Regions from separate parts of the Mus musculus genome. Here region 2 is linked to region 1. A link is a contact called in public promoter capture Hi-C data. All regions are on one chromosome and are shown on one strand. Each heading gives the region's core, a stretch centred on a gene start, on an enhancer-like site or on the middle of the called end of the contact. The rest is flanking DNA. Distances are from core to core; before and after follow the strand shown.

Evidence for each region. Promoter capture Hi-C pulls out the DNA fragments that hold promoters and counts their contacts.
Region 2: a promoter capture Hi-C map of liver shows a contact between it and region 1, with 8 times the contacts expected there. The contact joins the promoter of 9430060I03Rik here to the promoter of Erfe in region 1. A contact is called at or near these places in 3 of 39 promoter capture datasets (liver and pre-B cells).

What each region holds. Positions count from the first base shown.
Region 1 is chr1:91,364,993-91,367,752 of GRCm38.p6, reverse strand. It overlaps Erfe (erythroferrone), which reads right to left and starts at 1,323. Exons shown (of 8, transcript NM_173395.2): 1 at 1,105-1,323. The coding sequence starts at 1,272.
Region 2 is chr1:92,949,171-92,951,930 of GRCm38.p6, reverse strand. 9430060I03Rik (RIKEN cDNA 9430060I03 gene) reads left to right here and starts at 1,341. Exons shown (of 2, transcript NR_015525.1): 1 at 1,341-1,451. It also overlaps a transcript of Gpr35 not described here.

The sequences.
Region 1 (2,760 bases), core at 74-2,573:
CAAACCGGGGTCTTGTGGGTCACAGGCCAGGCTGCTGTGTCAGGATGATGGAGGCTTCTATGCTTCTTGCTGTCTGATGCCCTCAGTGGACACTCACAGTGCAGTGCTTCCATTATAGGTCAGAACAGGTGTACTGACCCTTCCAGGGGACCGGTGGCCTGTGTACAGACTCGCACCACTGTCAACTTGAGGGCAGCACCGAAAATACATGGAGCCATGTTGGTCAGGGGCCCCAGGAGTTGGAGTGGGAGCTGGGTTCCAGCTATCAGGGAACTGGTGACACCTTGCCCCTCCCAAAGAGGGTTCAAGGCCAACATTCCACTGGGAAGGTCCAGCCTACTCCCCACTTCCTGGTGACTATGTCTGGACCTCATGAAAGTTTTGAAGGCTGATGGCTGGGGGTCAGGGGGAGGCTTCAGACAACAAGGACATGTTTACTCCCACCAAAGGAGGCAGAAATGGGATGGTGGAAGGACCCAGGGATGCCTTGCAGAGGGAGGTATTGTAACCATCTCCAGCTGTCTTAGTGGATGTTTTGTTGGCCCCTGGGGTGCTGAGAACTGAAGAGCGCGCTGGCCTGGGGTTTCCTTGTGCCTGGCCCACAGCATGAGCGATCAACTAGACCCTGAAATTCTTCCCTGAACTCTCACCAACAGGACTGACCAGCTCCAATGAAGGCTACCAATCCACCCTCCCCAGGCCTCTAGCCACACCCTCCCCAGCCTGCGTCTCCACCCCAGCAGTTCAGGTGGAGATCTTGGGAGGGATCGCAGGCAGAGCCTGGTTACATCACTCCTTTCCCAGACGCAGTCACCTAACAAAAAGGAACTAGATCTGGGAGCCCCGCTCTCTCACCAGTCTTCCAGTTTCACGAGGAGCAAGTTAACTGCATTTCACACCTTTCCCAATCTCTCCTACTGGCCTAGTGGAGTTCTGCCGCCAAAGCCACGGTACAGAGGACGCATCCACCCAACCCTGGGTCTCACAGAGCCCCTGAGAGCGACGTATCCCCAGTGTTGGACACTGCGCAGCAAGGGGTGCCACCTTCCCCACCGTCTTAGGGCCCCCCGGGACAGGAAGATGTGGGGCGCGGCTGCGTCTTACCGGCGGGCTGTTGGCTGGCGGGGCGGGCAGCTCGGCCCCGGGCGGCTGCGGGCGTGCATGAGTCCCCACGGGCTCCGCGGACTCAGGGACACCGAGGCCCATGGCGGCGAGTAGGCTGGCGCAGGCGAGCAGCGTGCGAGCTCCGACGGGGCGGCGGGTCGAGGCCATGCTGGCGGCGGCGGCGGCAGTAAAGAGCACGGCTGGTCAGGTCGGCGCCTTATAACGCGCTTGAATCCCCCGCCTCGCGCGCGCCGCCCTCGCTGCCGTCGCCCCCTCGCGGCTAGGGCACGCTCTGCAGGCACAGGGGACCCTGAGGAGGCGGGCGCCCGATCCGGTCCGTGCACGCCTCCACTTTGCTGCCTGTAGCCCAGGGTTAGCTTCTCTTCTCCTAGCCCTGCACCCGAGGCTTTCTAAGACACCCCCCCCTTTCTCTAAGGACACCCACTGCACCATTCTGCACGTCTTCTTAGGACCTCCCCCCGCCCCGGGTCTCTTCTTTTCTCATGGTTCCAGGCCTTAATGACAAGTTGAGTACCTGAGAATATGGCAGCCCTTATGGCTCCTCCTTTTCAAGCTGGGGAACCTGGAGCACTTTTAAGGTTTCCCTGCTCTTCCCCACCCCGGATGTATCTGCACAGCTGGCACCTCTCAGGCTCCAGCTACGGAGTCTGCTACTAGCAGCTACAGAGAACTGACCCAGTCTGGCTGAAAGGTCGGATCCCTCTGATGTCCTAAGCCAGGCAGATGGAGCTCAGACTGCTGCCCACTGCCCACCACGGAGCATTCAACCAGGACAGATGTGGCAAATCCTAAAGGATGAACTGCGAGGAGGCCTTTTCTGGGTGGTTCTCCTCCAGAGAGGCAGGCCTAGCTGCCTTGAGCTGCTGTCATTACATTGGCTGTAGATAAAGCAGCACACCTGGGTTTCTTTGTTTCTTTTTTTGTTTTGTTTTGTTTTGTTTTGTTTTTTGTTTTTTCCTTTGTTTGCTTGCTTGCTTGATTTGTTTTAATCTTAAATTGTGTGCGTCCAGGTGCCCTTAAAGGCTAGAAGAGGGAGTCCAAAGAAGGGACTTGATTTGGGAAGCATGACCCTAAGATATCAAGTGACCCTGCTCTGTTCACAGTGAGGGCCCCAGCTGGAGCGCTGACAACCAGATCTGTTGCCATGTGAAAGTAGTTATTTTCCCAAACAACGGACTGTCCTAGTGATGTCATGGGTTCTTCCAGAGGGCCCAGATCCAAATAGTTCTGGTACTGGCATGGCTTCCTGGACCCTAGCTCAAGGTAATGACGCGGTCCAGTTCAGGCGCATAGCCCCAGAGCTCTAGCCATTCAGGAAAGGTTCCCGCATGTTTGCAGGGTCCTGTTTGAAAGCAAGGTCCTCAGGAGGACAGGAGTGCATGGCAAAGCTCACAGGGCGCTAAGCATAGGGTCCACAGCCTCAAAGGAGTGGCATCTCTGATTCAGAAGTGGGACCCTTGAGTGTGGTGGTGCCTGGGTCTGAGTGAACATTCTGAGTGAGTCGGGCCCGGCAGGAGAGCAGCGAGTGACCTCCCTGTGCCTTCTTGCATGGCAGAAATCTAATCCTCATTCCTGGGACCTCATGTCATGGCCTTGACCCAGCTTCCCGGCAGTTCAATGAGCCAAGCTTTCTCC
Region 2 (2,760 bases), core at 92-2,591, 1.6 Mb before region 1:
GGTTGGGAGATGAAGACTCGGTGTGAAAGTTGAGTAGGCTTCCTGCTCAGTATCCTCGCTGGTCCTGGAGGGTGAGGGACAAGCCCAGATCAATTAGGATTCAATCATAGGTTCAAACACAGGTGTCCTGACATGACACCTTTCCAGACCCTGGGCAGCCACAAAGCACAGCCACTGGTCCCTGGCCCAGAAGCCTTCACCATAGGCACCAAAGCTAGGCATGCCTTTCTGGCAGGTAAACTCCTGGCCAGCTGCAAAGGAGCAAGTATCCCAGGAGCTGAAAGTAAGCCTAGCCTGAGCTGTGGTCTGGGTGGAAGAACTGCACACATTCTTGACAGAGCCTCACCCTTGTGTCCCCTGAGACAAAGGGCCAACAGGCCCAGACTCAAGGCAGCATTATATGGGTGCTGTTTGAGGACAAAAGGGTAGCTGGGGGTTCAGCACCAAGTGGATGACTAAAAGTTCTGCAGGTGAAGTTTGAGCTCCCTTCCAGGGGGACGTGCAGAAAATGCTCCCGGCCAGCAAGGTCAGCCTGCCTGCCCTACCAAAGCAGAAAAGGCCCTCTGAGAAAGCAGCTCCACCCGGGGCTTTGTGGTGGGCCCAGAGGCTGGCTGCAGCGTGTTTCCAAGAATAAGGTGATTCTTCCAGGCTAAAAGGGGTTAAATTTGGCAAGTACCAAAAGAAGCCAGGGAGGCATACCTAGGGAGCTCTGCAGGTTAGTAAGGCATGCTTATGGGTGGGAGGAGTGAGGGGGAAGAAAGAAAGAAGAGCAGATAGGGGAAGGGAGGGAGGGAAGAGGGGGTCGGGAGAGTGCAGTAGCAGAGCATGGGGCTACTGGCTGACCTGATGCTTGCCAAGGTTCCAGCAGCCCAGCCCACCCTGTTTCACCTCCTATCCCATGCTGCCCTTCCATGACCATGTGCTCTCAAGACCAGGACTCCATACTCACCCTAGAGGCTCTGGACCTTCCAAATCGACTGAGCTCAGGAGGAAGGAGAGGTGAGAAAGGTCAGAGAAGGGCAGCCAAGACTGGGCAGCACACAGCCTAGGGAAGCTTTTACCCACTACCCTGGAACAGGAAATAGTGCTGGGAAGGGGCTGGGCTAGTAGAGGGGCCAAAGTCTCCTAGGAAGGAGACATTCTCACACAAACACACCCAACCTGCCCTTCTGGATCTGCCGGGTCCACCTTCAGCCCTTCCCTGCCACCAAAGATAGTTTGCTCAGCAGGCACGTTGCCGCTCTGGACGTGGAAGAGGAGTTCTGTTGAGGAGCCTCAGCTCTTCCCAGGAACCTGGAGTTCCCATCTGGGTTGCTTCATATATTAAATGGCTTATAAACAACAGACACTCACCTGATACTTCTGGGGGCTACAAGTCCAAAACCAAGGTCTTGGAGCTCCAGAGGTTGGTTCATGCCTGGTCATCTTGCTGCAGCCTCATGGTGGAAGAGGTAAGGGGACCCTCTAAGGTCCCTTCTATAAAGATTCTGTATAAGTTACTTTTCTCATTGCTATGACAAAATACCTGATTTAAAACAACTAGATGGGTTTATTTTGGTTCACGAAAAGTAACGCAGTCCATTGTGGTGGGAAGTAGGCAGCAGGAACACAAGGCAGCTGGCCATAGGGCACCCGCAGTCAGGAAGCAGAGGCAACTTCTGGTATTCTGCTTTGTGTCTTTTTATTCATCTGGGACCCCAGCCCAGATGGTGCTCCCCACACTCAGCATGGTTTTGCTTAGTTCGGTTATCCTTCTCAAAACAGACACTCTTGGTGTTCCTGGGTGGCTCAAGTTCCTGTCAGGTTGACAACCAAGATCCTGCCAAGCCCTAATGCCTGCTCCCACCCTAGTTAAGCTAGTCCTGCAGGCAAGGTGACAGTGGGAACTGCCACTACAGGCCAGGTGACAGTAGGAACTGCCACTACAGGGCTTGGCATACCAAGGGCAGTGAGCTCTTAACCCTAACATCACAAGCACTAAAACCCCTCATAGAGTCCCCACCTGTGTCCTAAACACCTTCCCAAGGTGCCTAGTAAGGGAAGGCAGACTTTCAGATCTTGGTGGTACCCAGAGCTTTGGAGTGCCACTCCTTGGAAGCCCTTGACATTCTCGGTGTCCACAGTGGTCTATGCTCACTCTTCAAAACCAGGGCTGCCCTGAGAAGCAACAGCCTGGTGCCTATTCTTCATCCCTGCCTCAGCTAGGCACCTGGAACTCCTCAGACCGTGGAAGGCAGGGTCTAGTTGAAATGTCCCCATGATCTTAAAGAGTGACCCACAGCTTAACTGCGCCTCCTGGAGGTCATTGGGGGTGATGCACATCAAAGAGCAATAGTTCAGTACTATGGCAGCCCTCAAAAGGCCTCTTCCGAGAGCCAAGACAAGCATGTGGTGACACTTGTGAAGATGCACGGTGTTGTGGAATTCCGGGCAAGGGTGTGGGGCTCCTGCTGCCTCCAAGCCCTCAGCAGATCTCTAACACCTCTGTCAGCTGGGAAAAGCCCACTTCATAGAGGCTTAGATATGTTCCTTGGGCAGCCTGAGGGGGACAGGCATTTTAAGGATCTTTCCTGTAAGCTGTAAGGTAGAGTAGCCTTCCTCAGAGACTTCCTAAGATGTTACTGGAGCTACTACCAAAACAGACACTGTTGAGAGGGGAAGGGACAGCCAATAATAAAATGTTAGTCTAGTGGACCCCTGGGAAGGGCTGCTGTGGGACATCAACAGGTCCTTAGGGCCTACCTTAGCTGGGAGGCAGCC